Regions from separate parts of the Mus musculus genome. Here regions 1 and 3 are each linked to region 2. Evidence: chromatin contacts called from public HiChIP or PLAC-seq and capture Hi-C data. All regions are on one chromosome and are shown on one strand. The core of a region is the stretch at or near the end of the contact, and the rest is flanking DNA. Distances in the headings are between cores, read along the strand shown.

What was found. HiChIP or PLAC-seq counts read pairs in DNA pulled down with a chosen protein or histone mark. Capture Hi-C pulls out chosen DNA fragments and counts their contacts.
Region 1: a contact with region 2 is called in a capture Hi-C map of embryonic stem cells, with 5 times the contacts expected there. The contact joins two enhancer-like sites. A contact is called at or near these places in 1 of 484 Hi-C or Micro-C datasets (uterus), 2 of 115 datasets of contacts at active chromatin or transcription factors (both in embryonic stem cells) and 1 of 9 other capture datasets (embryonic stem cells).
Region 3: an H3K27ac HiChIP or PLAC-seq map of embryonic stem cells shows a contact between it and region 2, with 2.5 times the contacts expected there. The contact joins the promoter of Gpr85 here to the enhancer-like site in region 2. A contact is called at or near these places in 2 of 39 promoter capture datasets (the 3T3-L1 cell line and hippocampal neurons) and 4 of 115 datasets of contacts at active chromatin or transcription factors (embryonic forebrain, embryonic stem cells and forebrain).

Annotation. Positions count from the first base shown.
Region 1 is chr6:13,746,596-13,749,521 of GRCm38.p6, forward strand. No RefSeq gene overlaps it. Among named protein-coding and RNA genes, the nearest start is that of Bmt2, 70 kb to the left of the region's middle. Within about 2 kb of position 1,491, at least 27 of the 459 cell types and tissues checked have an H3K27ac peak or open chromatin away from gene starts, as enhancers often do. A contact at or near this core is called in embryonic stem cells, where this site is marked.
Region 2 is chr6:14,485,357-14,488,139 of GRCm38.p6, forward strand. No RefSeq gene overlaps it. Among named protein-coding and RNA genes, the nearest start is that of Gm23013, 30 kb to the left of the region's middle. Within about 2 kb of position 1,430, at least 4 of the 459 cell types and tissues checked have an H3K27ac peak or open chromatin away from gene starts, as enhancers often do. A contact at or near this core is called in embryonic stem cells, where this site is marked.
Region 3 is chr6:13,838,376-13,841,521 of GRCm38.p6, forward strand. It overlaps Gpr85 (G protein-coupled receptor 85), which reads right to left and starts at 1,567. Exons shown (of 3, transcript NM_001330667.1): 1 at 1,267-1,567; 2 at 185-804.

The DNA of each region.
Region 1 (2,926 bases), core at 241-2,740, 740 kb before region 2:
AGAAATTTCCTTTCCCAAGATCACGAGATAATAAAATCCTAAAGACAGAGAAAGTATGAAGGACAGCCAGAGGTGGCAACGGTACAAAAAGTTGTCACTTTCATAAGCAAAAAAATGTTAGCAATCTGTTAGAATACAGAAATGGCAGTGGCCCCTCCCACAACCCGAAAGATCACACGAAGCTCTGCTAGTTTGCTTCTGTCTCTCCATATGGGAAAATATAAGTAACTGGATAATCTTCAATCAGAAGAAAGCATAAATCCCCAAAGAATAAGTCATCAGAAGACATATAAAGATGCTCAATATGTTCTAAATGGGAATGCAGATATGAAAATACATAGTCAATTTCTTTTTTAGCTGTGTGTAATAGGGTGGAATTAAGCAAAAGCAAACTGGAAAGCAAAAGATCCCAGAGAACATTTTGATGACAAATGGAAATATCTTATTGCATAGCAAGGGCCCTGGAACAGAGCAGAATATGAAACGAAACTAAGAATACTCAGCAAAGCTTCCCAAGGGTACAGCTCTTCCAACGAGAGATTGTTCCCTGGGCTTCCTGGCACATCACACACTGCTATTTTTGCAGGAGTTTTGTGAAATGTCATTAATTTTTAAAAATTTTTATTTATTTTTTACTTTGACAATCTGTTTCTTGGACATCATACTTCTCTTGGGAGATGATACATGATAAGTGGACAGAGCATGTTGGCACATTCGCCCTTAATGTTAATCCCCCACTAGAAATTGGGCTTATTTTTTCCCCAGGCTTTTGGCTCCGGATACTGTCTTTGCAGCCATAGAAAATAATGGCATGTTTCACAGACAGTTGCAAAAGTAAACTTCCTCCAATAACATTCTAGAAACTGGATTACTAAATTAAAAAAAAATGTAATCTAATAAAAGGCATGGTCCAGAAAGACATTTGTTAAATGCATTCATTAATAAAACCACATTTTCCTCACCCCAGAGACCTCATAAATGGTGGTATGGTCTCCATCTAGCCCGCCAAAGTTATTTAATTCGCAATGCAGTTGAAATGGAATGTTCTCTAAATCAGATACATTATGGGGTAAGAGGGCCTTCAGGGAGACTGAGTTTGGAGGCACCAAGAGGAATAGCCTGGGAATCTGATTGCTACTATATAAATTGTTTTGTAGACAATTGAATTTCAAATCTGGACTCAGGATGGCCAGACCTTAACTACAATGTGTTCTGGGAAACTGAGGGATTGGGAAAGAAAAAATGGAGGACTTAGAGGAGGCATTTTAGTAACAAGAAGAGCTTACACACATTTTTTTTTTTTAATCAGCCTGAGGGTGAAGAGGTTCTTTTCTGTCAGCGCTGGGAAGTCACCAGGAGGGCTTCTCACTCTTCCGCCAAGCTCTCCTAGAAATTGCTGCTTTATTTTAGGCCCACAATCCTCTGCAGAGCTCCTGCAGTTCTGTATGTGGTACACCCATCGCACAGAGTGTGCTTTGTTCCTTATCTTTTCAAGGAGCTTAGAGAGAGAGAGAGCGCGTGCAGATTTGGAAGATACATTGTTGCCCTCGGGAAGGCAGTCAGAGCCGCTGATAGCGCTGGAAAATAGAGATGGTGTCCACCAAAGCTGGGGGTGGGCACCCACAGGCTACTCTCCTTAACAACTCTATGGGAACTGGGGCGTTGAGTTCAAATGCAAATACTCTTCCAGACTAGTGCTATTGTTCTGAGCAGTAAACTGCCTTTGTTATCTACCTTTATACACTAGAGCTTGGCAGGCTAACTTAACATGCATTAGCTTATTGCTTTTTTTATTAAAATAAAGGCATCCTATTTTGATTCTGATTGAGATCTAGGCTTATTTTAAATGTAACACCTATTTCTTATGGACAATAGTTTGTTCACTTAAATCCTAAATCATCTGGCATAAGTAACTGGGTGGTTTTCACATATTTTTTTATTTATTTATTTATTTATTGAAAAGAAAGCCAGTAAGATCCAAAAAAAATTTGGTTGGGGAAAATAAAAGACCTTATTTATTTATTTATTTATTTATTTATTGAAAAGAAAGCCAGTAAGATCCAAAAAAAATTTTTGGTTGGGGAAAATAAAAGACCTTAACAACCACAATTAAAAACCAAGTAAAATAGAGGATTGTTCTGAACTGACATGTCTTCAGAAAACTACAAATGGCTAACAAACATAGGTAAGAAGAGTCTGCTGTTTCTAGCTACTAACGAAATATGCATTAGCCCCTCCCCAGTTAGAATGGCTATTAGCAACAAAGGCTAGGGAGGAGATTAACTAGTGTAAATTAGTCCAGGCCTGGGGAACAGTTTGGAGGCTCTTCAAAAGTTAAAAATAGATCTGCCTAATTTGATGTAGTTATCAAACTTATAAATAAAGATCCAGGGGAAATGGCGCCAGCATAGCAATAAGAAAGCTGCTCTCCTGCCTTTATTCTGTCACCAGTCCTGATAAATAATAAATGACATCTAACTAGATCCTCTGTTAGAATTCTGTCTAAGCCCCCGTGTGCCTGACTCACTATAAAAGGAGTTGCTTGCCCACTCCTTGCTCTCTTGCTCCTCCCTTGTCCTTGCTCTTCCCTTCCTGTTCCTGCCTTTCCCCATTCCCTTACCCCCTCTGTCTACCTGCTCATGGCCGGCCTCTACTCCTTTATTTCTCCTCTCTCTCTCTCTCTCTCTCTCTCTCTCTCTCTCTCTCTCTCTCTCTCTCCCTCCTTCCCTCCCTCCCTCCCTCTCTCTCTGCCTCTCTCTGCCTCTACTACCCTCTTAACTCCCCTCTCCATGATCTTAATAAACTCTATTCTATACTACCCGCCATATGGCTGGTCCCTCAGGGGGAAGGCTGCGGTTAGCGTTCTGTCTAAACTCCACCCCACAGTTACCTGGCAACAGCCAGGTGTGCTCCTCCCTACAAATTA
Region 2 (2,783 bases), core at 180-2,679:
AATATGGTGGCTGATGCCTTGGCAACAGGTGTGTGTGTGTGTTGGGGGGGGGGGGGGTTTCCCACCTATGTGATGTCACGGGTTTCAGAGGTACTGAAATCAACAATGATCACTGTCTGCCATCTGTATTGAAATCTTCATATTAGAAAAAATAAAACAACACATTTCTGTAAACACCTAGCATTCACTCGTGTCAAGTTACAGAAAAGAGAAACTTGAAAAATGATCAGTAGGCTAGAAGTATACAGTGAGGGTTTTAAGGAGGGTGAGTAGGTCGGGGGATGGAAGGGCCAAAAGACTGACATGGAGGCTTTGAGAAGTATTGTGAGTAAGGAGTGAGAGAGCTAAGAGGCCAGCGTGGACCTTGATATGCTGATAGGCACCAGAGGAATAAGTAAATTGGAGAGTTGTATATCCCTATGCTGGAGGTAAGGAAGATAGAAGTAAACAAGTTTTACAAGTTCCCAAGGAATGCAACCTTTGTCTAAGCACCAGAAATCCTTTTGATCTTCCAGGTTGGGCTCATTTCTGTATGTTTAGACTGCCTTTTTGAATTTGGGACATTGGAATTCCCTTTGAAGCTGGGTCCCCCTTAACCCATCCCTGGATCTTTATTAGTCTCTAACATTTTGCTGATAACTGTAGTCTTCCACTGACTTTCTGTGTTTCTCACCTCTTTGTGGAGTCACAAATCATTTTTTCTCCAATTCATTAAAGAGTAGGAATTTCTTGTCCCTGCTCCATTGTCTCTCAGTATCTTCCAAAGTCTTAGGATTTACCACATTAATCCTTTTCATTCCTACTCTCTTTACATCTGAATACAATTCTTTAAGGCACTGAGTGTCTTTCACCAGAGGTGACTAAAGGTGCAGTATCCAAATCACAACTATTTTATGACCACTCCAAGTACAACTGACTAACATAGGGTGCTGGTTATGAGCTACATTCATATCACACTCATTTTCATAACAACTTTATGATACTAATAACATTTTTTCTCTGATTTTTACAAGCAAAATAATGGATACTCTGAGAGGTTGACTTACTCAATATTAAATTCACATTCTATACAGTTTAGATCTTCTTATGTGTGCAAAAAAATGAAGTACCATGGTCAAGCAAATATTTATTCTGTTTATTACAGTTTTGTTCCTACTATATTGGAAGCAAAGACATTGTATCCAGTACAGCTTCTAACACAGTGCCTTGTACATATTCAGAAAGGAATAAATTGAACTATGGTGAATAAATGGTGGGGCCGGCCTGCGGCTCTCATGTCCGGGTTTGAGCCTGGGAGGCAACCTGGAGCTGAAAGAGAAGAGGGAACCTAGGCGGGTCGAGAAATAATGGAACCAAGACATGCTAGTCTGTTCAAGGTTCACCAGTTTACTAAGAGAGTGCTTACAAGGAGGAAGGCCCATCCCCCAACAGTCCATTCTTGGTTTCTGGAGCCAGCGAGTAGGTGACCTGTAGGACAGGGTGTTCCTCTGGAATATCTCAGGGGCTTCTCAGCAGGTAGCAGTGTCTTGGAGAGAGCAGTGGCAGGTGACAGAACAAAAGAGCCATCAAGGTCAGAAGGCTCCACCCTAGGTAATCTCCTTCTTAGTGGCAGCAAGGTCAAAGTCTGGATCAGCCTGCTTCAGGGCTGAGGGAGAGTACAAATAAATATGGAAACATTATGTTCATTTTGAAAATGAGTTTAAAAATGTAATGTAAAATAAATTAAGATGTATTGCTCTTATTGTTGTCTTTTATAAAAAGACCAGTATATGTTTTGTAGAGCATGGTATGATGAGGTGGGAAGAGTGCTTCATTGGGCCCATGCTGAGGCACCACTGCCTCCTGAGTTACCAGCAGTACCACAAGTATGGTGTAGAATAGAGTTTATTTAGGGCATGGAAAGGGGAGTTGAGAAGGGATGAGAGAGGGGGGCGGATGGGGAGGGGAAGGAGAGGGAGAGGGAAGATAAGGAACATGTGCAGAGAGAGGAGAAGGGGGAAAGAGAAAGAGAGGCAGAGAGAGCAAGGAGGAAGCAAACTGCCTCTTTTATAGCAAGCCAGGACTACCTGGCTATTGCCAAGTAACTGTTAGATGGAGCCTAGAAGGAATACCAACACTTATAATTGTCAAAGTTGAACAATAATAGGCTTATTATTTATATGTAAAACTTTAATGATCTTACTATAACACAAACCTTTTGATGTTAAAAACTGATTGTTCCTAAACACATAGTTACAGCCTGCTCAGTCTGTATAATGTTACTTGTTATATACATATATGTGTGTAACAACAGTTATATATATTTAAAAAAGGATACTGTTAATCTTGCACTTTCCCAGAAAAACTGACTCCACCGTTTTGAGCCAATTTTAAAGCAATCATGTATTGAATATATTAAATGCTGACCGAGAGGTATCCTTTGGTCATGATCACTCCCCAGACTTTCCTAGCTGGAATGGCAACAACGAGCCACATGTTGCAGGGGCTTGTAAGGACAAACGTCTAGGCCACCATACTTTCCTGTGAGGCTTTGGTGTTTCCCATGTATTACAATTCCCGACATTTCAGGGAGTTACCTGGTTCTGAGCCAGGTGGGGTTTATAGGTTAATTTTGGGGCATTACAGCATAAGTTTAATTTTGGGGCATTACAGCATAAGTTTGAAAAAAGAACAAAGAGGGGCATATGGGAGGGGTTGGAGGGAGAAAGGAGTAGGGAAATGATGAAATTACTATAATATCTAAAAGAAATAATCTTTGAAAATCAAGAGGCTATAAAGAAGAT
Region 3 (3,146 bases), core at 317-2,816, 650 kb before region 2:
GAATTCTCAATAAGCGTTAGAAGATGCATTGTCTGAATGTACTTCCATTATGCAGTTTATTGTCAAAAAAAAAAAAAAAAAAAAAAAAAAACCCTCAGGGAGGGCTGTATCCTGATGAACCTGCAGTTTCATCAGCACGGTGCAACCCCCTCCCCCAAACTTAACCGAGAGTATATCCTCCTACCTGTTGGTGTTGGATATCCCGACAGACTATAGCTTCTTCTTTCTATAAATTGCTGATTTTTTTTTCCTGAGTGCCTTGACTGAGCATCCAGGCAGGGCTCGGCGGCGCCTGCGCGTTGGAGCCTCCTTCAGCTCCAGCCGCGTCCTCCCCTGTCGCAGCGGCACCGTCTCCCCCAGTAACGCAGGGGCCGCGGCGGCGGCGGCGCGGTGGCGAGGGCGGCGGCGAGGCTTGCTCCGGCCTCCGCCGAGCCAGCAGGAACCCCTGCCTGTCTCCGGAGCAGGCTGGCTTTGCTTCAAAGTCCTGTCCAGTTCAGCCGGCCCCAAATCAGGCTTTTGTTCCCTCGAGGCAGCTTCGGAACTTTTCCCTCCCCGCATGCATTGGCAGTGGGGGGCTCGGGAAGGCTCTTCCCGGACCTCAGGCCCATCCTCTTCCCCTAGGGCAGCGCACGAAGCCACCGTGCCGCGGACGGCCGCCTCCGCCCCAGCTGCCCCGAACCCTCGCCTTCCCCAAACATCGTCTTCCTTTCTCTGTCAGGGTGGTCCTGCTAAGCATTGGATGCGCCTTGTAGAATTCTTCTCAAATGATTTTTCCCCCTGCTGATCTTTGATTTGGCACGCTAGCTGGGGAGAGAAAAAGAAAGAATGAAAATTAAAAAAAAAAAAAAAAAAAAAAAAAAAAGGAAAGAAAAAAAATTAAGCACAGTCAAAAATCTTGCCAGTGGGGGAAGAAGGGAAGCGGGTTGGGGCAGCCTTGTCTTTGTCAGTGGTCATCTGTTCTTGAAGGCACGCAGATCTGCGTTTAAGGAAGGAGAGGCTAAGTTCAGGCGACAAGTGCAAAACCGATCTACACTCATTCTACCTTCTCGAACGTGACTAATGGATCAGGAGTACAAAGATTTTACATGGCTGTTCCTCGCATCCCACCCCAAGCAACAAGACTCTCCTTTCTCTTCCAAGCTGGGATGACCAATAGGTTGCTGATGTCAAAGCGGTGGAGTGTATGAGTTTCCCCTTTCCCTTTTTTTGTTATTAGACATTTAAAAAATAATAATACCAGGAATATGATGAATACCGGAAACTTACACCAGTCCACAAACACCACATAGTCTGACACCTGGTGATTAGGAACGCCCCAAGAATCATCCACGTCTCGATTCTCCCATTTCCAAAGAGTTTTTGCGAGGGTGGGGTAAGATTTTAAACAACTACCCACTCTTCACCCCTTAAAAGCTAGCAGGCACGCTTTCATTAATTCCCAAGGTGAAACGTCTGCTTGTCTTCCTGCAAGCTTATTGCTTTATAATAATCTGTTAATGAAATAGAAAAAAATATCTCTCTACAGTAATAATTCGATCTCGAGACAGCAGTAAAATACCTCATCGCTGGGTGGTGAGATTGTGACATTCAGGGGAAGTCAAGCCAATCAGCATACAGATAATATAGGTTAATTTACATATTGTATTTCTATTGGATACATAGAGGTAAAATGTTTAAAGCTTAAAAATGAATACTTCACTGTCATGATGTCACAGTCGTTACACAAAGACCAACGTTAGTAATACTGAAATAATGTTGAATTGCCCTGATTTGATTGGAGATTTTTTTTAGCCAATTAAAAAAATAATGATTAGCTGTGGGGTGTGTGTATGTGTGTGTGTGTGTGTGTGTGTGTGTGTGTGTGTGTGTCTGTTCTTTTGGTTATCCATAAAACATTTGCTTAGGCATCTTAGGAGAGTCAATCCTACAACAATACTGGAAGTAACTTGAAAATATTTCCACCCAAGGGAGACACCCTGGTTTTTGTGAAACACGACTCAGAAGAACTCAAAACCATATGATGGGTACAACTTTTAAGTAAAATCTCAAATTTGTTTTTTATGAAACTACAGATTAATTTTCTACTTAAATTTTCTACTTCTCAATGCGTTTTGCAAAGAATGGTTGTTTGCTGAACTTTTAAGATTAAAAAAAAACTATATAGAAAAAGCGATTCAAGTAAGTTAACTTAAATATCCACCATTGACAAGTTGTTAGGTTTTTCAGGTTAAGAAAACATTTAAAAGTAAATGTAAAGGTGAAAATAGATTGCCAGACCACAAGGAATAATTCATTTTGGCAAAAAGCATAGGGCTAACTAATCTTATACTTTTTTTTTTTAATCTTTTTTTCTTTTCTTTTTTTGAGACAAGGTTTCTCTGTGTAGCCCTGGCTGTCCTGGAACTCACTTTGTAGACCAGGCTGGCCTCAAACTCAGAAATCTGCCTGCCTCTGCCTCCCGAGTGCTGGGATTAAAGGCGTGCGCCACCACGCCCGGCTAACTGATCTTATACTTTAAGAAGCATATATTGGGGCTGATGAGATGCCTCAGGGAGTAAGAGCACTGACTGCTCTTCCGAATGTCCGAATCCCAGCAAGCAGAGTTGAGCGGGGCTAACCGGAGCGAGCAGAGGATTTATAAATTCAATTCCCAACTCACACACACAAAATAAAAATAATAAAATAAAAATCTTAAAAAAGAAGCATTTATTGATTCCTTAAAGATAATAGAAAGTGATATGTATATGAAGAAGCCTTTTATACCAACTTCCAGGTATACTAGAGCAATTTTTCCTTTATAATTGAGTACAGTTACACTTATTTCAGGTCCCCCTCCCCCCAGTTATTAGATAAAAATGCCAATTTTTTTATTTTTTTTGGCTTGCAAGGTGCTCAAAAACTAGTGAAATAATTTTTAATTTAGTTCATTAATGCTACAGGAGAAAAAGCCAGATTTTGCATCTTTCAACAACAGGGGTTTTAAAGATATATTTAGTGGATGGACAAGGTTTCATATTAACAAGAAGTTCTCAAAAAAGTGTATCGATTACTGAAGATTTGTTCTCATATTGTAGGGTTACTGATCTCAGCTAATTTCTTTTTTGATTCCTTGTATCACCAAACATAGAAAAAAAATTTTTTTTTGA